2 separate regions of the Ovis aries genome follow, and region 1 is linked to region 2. A link is a contact called in public Hi-C data. All regions are on one chromosome and are shown on one strand. Each heading gives the region's core, a stretch centred on a gene start, on an enhancer-like site or on the middle of the called end of the contact. The rest is flanking DNA. Distances are from core to core; before and after follow the strand shown. Region 1 holds the start of TFPI2 (tissue factor pathway inhibitor 2). Region 2 has its middle 48 kb from the start of GNGT1.

Region 1 (4,852 bases), core at 740-3,239, 48 kb before region 2:
AGATATCCAGCAATCTGACAGCAAAAGAGACACAGAGTATTTCCAGACCAGGCTAGTTTTCCTAGGAATATAGTCCTTTGCCATGACACCAGGAAAACTGAAAACTGGCCCTAGGCATTATATGTGGAAATATCCCAGATTACTAACTCACCTTGAGCAGAGAGATTTTCCGAAACTGGAAAGAACTCTTGTAAATTCCCTTCAGTATCTTCAGAAGAAGCCAGGAATAGTTACTTTCTTAAGAATATTAAATAGAGCAAGAGGAAAAGGTGGAGGAAGGAAAGACACAGTCATCAAGAGAGCCCATTAAAATATTCTCCAAAAATATCCTTAACATTTCATATAAAATCCCAGTGTAGATCATTTGTTTTGTATAAACCAAAGACTAGGCTCACACTATTATGTCAAAGTACCAATGAATGGTAATAGACAAACTGACCCTGAGAAATGTATGGGAAGCAGCTGATTTGGTCAAAGCTTCAGGACCTACTCGCCACATCCCCCAAGGCTACTGCTCTTTGGATTTTCCTGTTTCGGGTCCAAAAACACAGTTATGACTCAAAAACACGGCTGATAGGGGTGGAGAATCATTTTGGAAAACTGATTGGCAGTTTCTAACATTTTAAAATATTTTACTTGAGAGTAATAAAAGTTGTTTGCATACACAAAGCAGCTTTATTCATAGCAGTAGCCCCAAACTAGAAATAATACAAATGTCCAGTAATAGGACATTCACTGTATACTCATACATTGCAAGACTACTCAACATTTACAAGGAACACACTCTAAGACAGCATGTGAGTGTGTGTGTTAGTCGCTCAGTCGTGTCCGACTCTTTGGGACCCCATGGACTGTGACTCGCCAGGCTCCTCTGTCCGTGGGGTTCTCCAGGCAAGAATACTGGAGTGGGTTGCCATTCCCTTCTCTAGGGGATCTTCCCAATCCAGGGATTGAACCTGCATCTCCCACATTGCAGGCAGATTCTTTACCATTTGAGCCACGAGGGAAAGCCCCTACAGCAGCATAAGTGTGTCTTAAAACCAGTAAAGTGAAGTACAAAACAGTACAGATTTTATGATTCTGTTTGCATGAGATTTAGAACAGGGAAATCTAATTTATGCTGATCAGAAGAGCTATTGTCCCTGGCCTCAGGTTGAAGGATGGACTGGGAAAGGGTATAAGAGAATGTTCTGGGGTGATGACAATGTTCTAATTCTGGATTGGAGTGGTGATTACAAAGGAATATATAATTGCCAAAATTGACCCAGCTATACACTTGGACATATTATGAGCCCATGAAATGTAAATCAGACCTCTACTGAAATATGTGGTTGAAAGTGTTAGTCGCTCAGACTGAAGCCTGCCAGGCTCCTTTGTCCATGGAATTCTCCAGGCAAGAATAGAGTGGGTTGCTATTCCCTCCTCCAAGGGATCTTCCCTACCCAGGGATTGAACCTGGGACTCCTCACTGCAGGGAGATTCTTTACCATCTGAGCCGCCAGGGAAGCCCATATCTATGTCTAAAGGTAAATAGATACGCATATGCTTACATTTCTAATCTAATGAAAGGATCTAATGTAATAAGCCCCGCTTCCTTGGGCCCTAGGAGTTTCACACTTTCTACCTGCCAAAGACACAGACTTTGTGCTTTCAAAGTGTGGATTCAGGCCTCGGCGTGATGCTGCAAGCTGGAACCTTGTGCAATCACACCCAGGTCATTTCCCTCAAGCTTGTCGACTTCCCATCTCTGACACAATGCTTCATCTGGGTCATCCCCGAAGAGCCACGGGAGAAAGTTTGGGGCCAGGTTCAGCTTGGCGGGGAATTCCTCTCCCCCGCACACACTTTCCAGCGCAGGGAGGCGGCCGGGTCACAGAGCTCACGGGGCATGAATCAGCCTCCCCTCCAGGCTCCACGAAGGCGCGCTCCGCCCTGTCCCGTCTCTGAGGGCCGCTAACCCTACAAAAGCAGCGGCACCCACCGCGCTGGAATCCAGACCGCTTGGAGGCTGGACGCTGTGCACCCTCCTCCGCTCCTCTCGCCGGCACCGTCTGAATCCGGACACCATGGACTCGGTTCGCCCCCTCTGGCTGATGCTTCTGTCGCTGCTCCTCGTGGGAACTGCGCTGGGTGATGCCCCGCAGGCGCCGCCAGGTACCCCACCAACCCGCGCTCAGGGGACCCCTTTTCGCCCTGGCCAGGCGGCAGGAGTTCCGCGGACCCCTGCACCCGCTCTCTGCGCCCTCCTTCCCCCTAATTCCTGTCGTGCACCGCAAGTTTGCACTTCCTGTCTCTGTAAGGCCCTTCTGCTGGGCTGGGAAGCTGCTGGGACAAACCTCCCCACCCCCACCACCCTGGGGGAAGCCCTCCCTCCACCGAGATGCGGCTGACCTCCTCCTCTGCCTCTGGTTCTCCTACCCCTCCTGTAGGAAATAACGCGGAAATCTGCCTCCTGCCCCTGGACGACGGGCCCTGCCGGGCGCGGATCCCCAGTTACTACTACGACAGGTACACGCAGAGCTGCCGCGAATTCATGTACGGAGGCTGCGAGGGCAATGCCAACAATTTTGAAACTTTGGAGGCCTGCAACGAAGCATGCTGGAAGATTGAGAGTAAGTGCTCGCTCCCACTCCCAGAACTCCAGTACTGCGGCAGAGAAGGGCTAAGTGGGAAATGAGCTTATTTTTCACATCCCATAGTAAGTTTCATCCTTGATTTTCTCGGATCCTGTTTGGCTTATTGCTTTTCAGTTGACTAAAAGTGATCATGAAACTTCCAACGACAAACATTTCCTGTCCCTTAACTGGCATTTATCATAATTCAGTGTGTGTGCAGACTCCGGAAAGATTTCACCTAAGGCTTAAGGATGCAAGAGTGTCATGTATTAGGTGCAACATAAGTGCCTGTCTGTATTTATCATTAGTTCTAAACCTATGGTTTTTATGCCTTCTTGAGAGGGCATTTTCCTCTTGTCCACTGTGTAGCGATCTGAAATACTTTCAGTGGATTTTGTTATTAACGTCTGAATTTAGCTAATTATAACCTTACTTTTATCCCTTGATACCCAAAGAGATCTTGGGTTGGTATAGAGATATAAAAAATAGAGAGATTCACAATGCTGTTTGCAATTTTAATTATGTTTACTGTCTCTGTGAAGGCCTGTAATAGAACACGGGGCTCAGCTGTTAAAGGAACTGAGCCAGGGAAAAATGTGTATTCCTATGAATAAGTTTGATTAATTTCATACATTGAAACAATCAGAACACTCTGAGAGAAGAATCTTTCCAGTAAGCATGAAAAATTTATCACAGCTGTATCGGGTCTGGAGACACTGTTAAAAAAATCAAAAGCTGAATAGAGTTGTCTCTCAGTGTCTGTGGTGACTGGTTCCAAGACCCCAACTCTCTGATGCCAAAATCCACAGCATTTGCATATAACCTGTGCATATTCTCCCTTATACTTTAATTTATCTCTAGACTCCCTACCAGCATAGGACAAATTCAAACTTTGTTTTTTTGTGTGTTTTTTTTAATGAACTTTCAGGAATTATTTTTTCCTGAATATTTTCTCTCTGGGTTGGTTGCATCTGCGGAATGCTGGACCCAAGGATACAAAATCTTGTTGTTGCTGGACTAATGGGCAATCTTTTGGGCGTTTACTAGCCCAGCGCTAAATATCATGCCTCCCACCCCCATCACCACTCTACCCCTGGCCACCACCAGTGGCTTCTGAAAATACAGTTAAGTTTTAAAGGAAGAGTAAGAAGGCTGATTTTTGACTAACATTGTTTTATGCCCTCGTTTTCCTAGAAGTTCCCAAAATTTGCCGGTTAAAAGTGAATAAGAAGCAGTGTGGGGAGCTCAGAGAACAGTATTTCTTCAATCTAAGTTCTATGACCTGTGAAAAGTTCATATCTGGCGGGTGTCACAGCGATGAGAACCGGTTCCCAGATAAAGCTTCGTGTATGGACTTCTGTGCGCCAAAGAGAGGTAAATACTCTCTTTGTGGTGTCTGTACTTCATTTCTTTATTTAGACTTTAGGGTGAAAACATTAATAATTGATACGAAATTAAGCTGGTTTGCATGAATTTGTGAGAGTGCGAGCTAGAAGTTTAATAACTTGCCAAGTTCTCAGGGCTGGAAAGTGACGAAGCTCTGATTCAAGCTTTTACTTCCTCTTTTGCATTGTTTCTTTAGAACTATTTCTCATCTATTTAACTTGCACATAAAAAAAAAAACACTACAGTGTTCATTGATGAATCACATGTATGAAATCAGGTATATATATGAGATAGTGTGAGACAGAGAGAGACTTAAGCTGGTGAAACCTGAAGTTTTCTAAACTTTTTCATTAGATTTCTGTGTTCTTTAGTAATTACATATTGTAGCACAAATTGATCTCTCCTCCCCATGTTTTACCTACATAGCCCATGCAATCCCTAAAATGATGGGTTACTTGGGTAGTGGGCAGTGTTTGTAGAGGCAGTCCAGCATTTTCCGTAGGCACAGCAGAGACATGTACACATAGATAAGTTCAACAAACAAGGAAAATTTGCTTTGGCGGTCTCTGATAAACCTCTGTAGCTATACTGTGTTGAGTATGCAAAATCTTGAATTAATGAGGAGTTGCTTGTTGCTGGTGTTCTCTTAAATTGTTTATGTAAATGTAAGTGTTCCAGTGGCTACCTGGGAATTAGCTATATGTATTCTTGATTAATAATGGAAGGAGAGCTGATAGAAACATTGAAATTAAAACTACCAACACAAAAGAGTGTGCCAAAGCATGTCACATATTTCTCTTGAAACACAGCTCATTTTTACCTGACCATACATGATTTGGGGGTTTAATTTC
Region 2 (5,071 bases), core at 1,576-4,075:
TCAGGCAATGTCCTATTGCCTTGACATGGTCCAGCAAGTATTTTTTTTTATCAAACATTTTCTTTTCCCTCTCTAGGTGAATTACCATCCTCCACTATGAACTCCCAAACCACTACCCCTAACATCCTCTTTTGTCTTTAGCTGAAGATGGTACTGAAGGTCAGGGCTTCAGTCATTTTGGCAAGCTATTCGGTTCTCTCGGGACTCTTCCATGTGTACAAGTTACTAAACTTTTGTTTGGCTTTTCTCCTATTAATCTTCCTCATGCCAATTTAATTCTTAGAACAGCCAGAATAACCTAGAAGGGTAAAGGAAAATTTATTCCTCCTTGACACTTGTGTGTGTGTGTGTTTACTAACACATGGTTATATTTTCTGCCGTCTCAATCTAAAATTCCTATTTTTGAAGAACAAAGTAAGGAAGATAGATAGATACAGATACATATATAGATCTTTTCTTTTTTTCCTTGCAAAGGTGGCCACCTGAAACTATTAAGAAGGTTGGAAAAAATCTGAATATTTAACTTTGTCTTCATATGAAATAAGATTATTTACATGAAGCAAATATTTATTTTATTGTTTCTTACTTTCTCCCTCTCTCTATCATTCCTGTATCCCACAAGCTAATTGTTTTTTTGCTTTTGTTCTTCAGCGTGGCCATTTAGCCATCTATATATGGCTCCTGTGGAAAAAAACAAATTAAATGTTTTCTTGGCTTTTGTGTCTGGCAGAAGTAGGACAAGAAAATAATTCCAGCACAAATATTTGGCTGTCTAGAAGATCTTCCCACAAAACAAAAATAGGAAACAGTAAAATAAAAGTTAGCTCTCAGGAACAGCTGTCTGGCAAACTTTCTTGCGTTTGCATGTCATCCCTAAGATGACCATTTGGGAGAAATCATTCCCCTGGTTTGCATGGCTCACGAGGTTGAAATGCAGTTTCTTTCCATGCCTGCTTCAACCCCCTCAAACATCTGCTTTATTCTAACTGGTAGGGGCTTCAGTATCCAGGCAATTAAGATAATCCCTTGACTTAGTTCTTAGGTGTTCTTTAGTCACTTGGAAAGCTGACCTGTATAATATTTGGAGCAAAATCCTCAGTATTGAAATTCTTAGGGTGACTCTGTAGACACATAGTACTATTTCCTTTGAGTACACCAAATTAATTTTCTGATTGAATCAATACCATGCCCACATATAAAAATAAAAAGGAAGAAGTCAATTCTCAAAATGAGCATTTCCAAAACATATCTGAAAATTATGAAGAATCGATTGAAGTCCAATAGAATAACAAAAATATAATGTAACCTCAAATTTAGGTAAATACAGAAGCCACTGATAATATCATACATTTACTATGGTATGATGGGAAAAAGATGTTTTACTCCTATTTGGGAATATCCCTTCATCTGAGTGGATGGACACAAACCTGCTAGGGTGAGGCCTAGTGCAGTTGGGATCTCAGAAAAATCTGAGTGTTCAAGCCAAAATAAACTCTTACTGTTATTTCAGCCTTGGTTTTGCAGGATTATTAACTTAGTAAGGATTGTGGAAAAATGCAAATCTTTAATCTGAATAGAAACCCATTTTGTTTTGAAAGCAAATGTATTTCTTCCCAGGCCTCCTATTCCCACTAACCATAATATTCTCTGGGGGTTTATTTCTCAACTTGTCCTTTGAGATATATGCCATTTCCTTGTAAGTTGGAGTTTTGATGATTAGCATTGCAGATGTTATATTTTCTCAAAAAAAAAAAAAAAGTTTCCAAGAAAAGAGTACTAGGAACTAGGCATTTTAGTTCTGAGCAAAAAACATTTCTATTAAGTTTGAAGTAATAAAATATAAGACGTCAAAACTGTCCTGAGTGAAAAGGGGCAGACTTTAAAGAAATGAAAAATTAACCTCACCAGGCTCTTTTTAGTTAATTTAAAATAAGTTATTTATTCATATATTATTGAGCCTCAATTGAGCCTAGACTATGTCTCCACAGATAAAGGACTAGAATCCTTTCACATGTGGTCAATTTAATCCTTAGGCTATCTAACGCATCAAGTGAGCTCTTGCTGCTGCTGCTGCTGCTAAGTCGCTTCAGTCGTGTCCGACTCTGTGCGACCCCATGGACTGCAGCCCACCAGGCTCCCCCGTCCATGGGATTTTCCAGGCAAGAACACTGGAGTGGGGTGCCATCGCCTTCTCCGAAGTGAGCTCTTAGCGTCATCCAAAGACAATTTTTAATATTAGCTCTTGGCCAATACAAAAATAAAAGACTTCTTTTGTCTTCTTCAGGAAAACATTCTCAATATAATCATTTGTGTCTAGTCATAGAGTAAATGGGCTTCCAAAACCTTATCTTTGCTCTTTCAATGTTATGAAATATCTCTGAGAGTTCCAATGTGATTTTTTTTTCTTTTTGCTAGGACATTGTCATCTTTTTCATTGCAACCACATTCTTCACTTACGTTATCAAGTACTTTTGGCTGCACATGTAGAGTTTCTCAAATGGTAGAAATGTCACTGTTCCCAAAGTCAGCTAATTTTTTTTTTTTAGTAATTCCATTTGTGTTTGATTCAAATTTACTTCAACATTATTTTTTTTTATTTCTTCACTACACATTCTCTTAATTATCTATTTTTATAAAATGTCACATGGATTTATCACTGGGAGACAAGAAAGCATGTGACTACATGCCTCACTGTCTGTGCATGAGCTGATGTACAGTGACCAATTACCAACAGGCCTTTAAAGAAGTAACATGGTTTGTCACTGACCAAAAATGTGCATCTGTTGTTTATGTAGTGATTTTTCAATGGGAGAGGGAGCAGCAAAGTTCTTACTCTGTGTAATTATTCACAGTTAATATACTGTGGTAACTGAAATTTGAGCTATGTTACCGAGGAACAATGTTGTTTAACTAAACCATGGTAACTGAAATCTATGCATATTTGAACCATGAAAACAGGGGTTGCCTGTTAAGTATTAGTATAATTGGTTAGTCATTTGAAAAAAGGTAAAATCATATCTGTACCTCACTCCCAGATGAGAATAAATTCCACAACTGATCACAGTTCCATATATGATACAATAAAAATCGCACTTACAATAAAAGGAAATACAGATGGATTCTTTTGTAACTTGAGTAAGGGAAATATTTTCTAATCACTTATTGTTGTTTAGTCACTAAATCCTGTCCAACTCTTGCACCACCATAGACTGTAGCCCACCAGGTTCCTCTGTCCATGGCAAGAATATTGGAGTGGGTTGCCATTTCCTTCTCCAGGGGACAATTCCTGACCCAGGGATGTCTCCTGCATTGGCAGGCGAATTCTTTACCACTAAGCCACTAGGGAAGCCCTTTTAATCATTACTCAATATGTAAAATGAGAGAAATGATGGATAATTTTGACTACATTAAAATTTTTCAGTGTGAAAAACAAAACAAAAATTACATAAGCAAACTCAAAGGACAAATTAACAGTTAAGAAAAAGATATTTCATTTTTATAATGTACCAAAAGCTTCTATAAAATCAAGGGAGAAAAAAACTGACAATTCCTTAAGAAAATGGGCAAACGATATAAATACAGCCCACAAGAAGAAATTATTTTTTTCAATTATCAGGCATATGAAATATTACATAGCTCCACATATAAAGAAATAAGAATTTTAAATGTACTGAGATATTACTTCTTATCTATCAGGCTTCAAAAATTAAAAAAGATAATACTTGTAAAACTGTAGTGATACTCTGTATCACCAGAGTATTAACATTGATATGGTCAAGGTACATGATGTTTTCATCACCACAAAGATCTCTCATTTTGTCAGTTTATACCTATACCCTTACTCCTGCTTTAATCACTGTTCATGTTCAGTTGTTAAGTTGTGTCCAACACTTTGGGACCCCATGGACTGCAGGTCAGGCTTCCCTGTCCTTCACTCACTGCCGGAACTTGCTCAAATTCATGTTCGTTGAGTCAGTGATGGTATCTAACCATCTCAACCTCTGCTGCCCCCTTCTCCTTTGGTCTTTCCCAGCATCAGGGTCTTTTCCAATGAATCAGCTCTTCACATCAGATGGCCAAAGTACTGGAGCTTCAACTTCATCATCAGTCCTTCCAATGAATATTCAGGGTTATCTCCTTTAGGGTTACTGGTTTGATCTCCTTGCAGTCCAAGGGACTCTCAAGAGTATTCTCCAACACCACAGTTTGAAAGCATCAATTCTTTGATGCTCAGCCTTCTTTGTGGTCCAATTCTCACATCTGTGCATGACTACTGGAAAAATCATAGCTTTGACTACATGAACCTTTGTTGGTAAAGTGATGTCTCTGCTTTTTAATATGCTGTCTAGGTTTGTCATAGCTTCCTTTCCAAGGAGCAGGTGTCTTTTAATTTCATGGCTGAAGTCATCATCCCCAGTGATTTTAGAGACCAAGAAAATAAATCTGTCACGTTTTCACTGTTTCCCCCTCTCTTTGCCACGAAGTGATGGGGACCAGATGCCATGATATTTGTCTTTTGAATGTCGAGTTTTAAGTTAGCTTTTTCACTCTCCGCTTTCACCCTCATCAAGGGGCTCTTTAGTTCCTCTTCACTTTCTGCCATTAGAGAGATGATTGACAACCACTAATTTTCTCTTTTATAATTTTGTCATTTTAAGAATGTTTTATGTATGCAATTATGTAGTCTAAATTCTGAGGACTGCTTTTTTCTTACTGAGCATATTTTCTGAAGATTAATCCAGGTTTTTTAATGTATCAGTAGTTTTGTTTTGTTTTGTTTTGTTTTCCTAACTGCTGAGTAGTGTTTCATTTTACAGATGTACCACTATCTGTTTAACCATTCACCTACAGAAGGACATCTGGGTGGTTTCCAGTATGGTTTCCAATTTTCATACAGGTCTTTTTTGTGTGAACATAAATCTTGATTTGTCTGAAATTAATGCCCAGAAGTGAATTTGCTGGGACTAATAGTAATTGCATACCTAGGTGTTTTGTGTGTGTGTATTTGCTTGTTCTTGTTTTCTTTTTAAGAAACTGATACGCTATTTTGGCAGAGTGACTGTGCTATTTT

The links. Hi-C and Micro-C count contacts between places; a contact is called where the count stands out from the background.
Region 1: a Hi-C map of skin fibroblasts shows a contact between it and region 2, with 1.7 times the contacts expected there. The contact joins the promoter of TFPI2 here to the enhancer-like site in region 2. A contact is called at or near these places in 2 of 16 Hi-C or Micro-C datasets (skin fibroblasts and tail adipose tissue).

Annotation. Positions count from the first base shown.
Region 1 is chr4:11,981,448-11,986,299 of ARS-UI_Ramb_v3.0, reverse strand. It overlaps TFPI2 (tissue factor pathway inhibitor 2), which reads left to right and starts at 1,989. Exons shown (of 5, transcript XM_004007722.5): 1 at 1,989-2,154; 2 at 2,430-2,612; 3 at 3,810-3,989. The coding sequence starts at 2,067. GNGT1 (G protein subunit gamma transducin 1) reads right to left here and starts at 2,506. Exons shown (of 4, transcript XM_060414461.1): 1 at 2,392-2,506.
Region 2 is chr4:11,933,640-11,938,710 of ARS-UI_Ramb_v3.0, reverse strand. No RefSeq gene overlaps it. Among named protein-coding and RNA genes, the nearest start is that of GNGT1, 48 kb to the left of the region's middle. Within about 2 kb of position 2,825, at least 2 of the 54 cell types and tissues checked have an H3K27ac peak or open chromatin away from gene starts, as enhancers often do.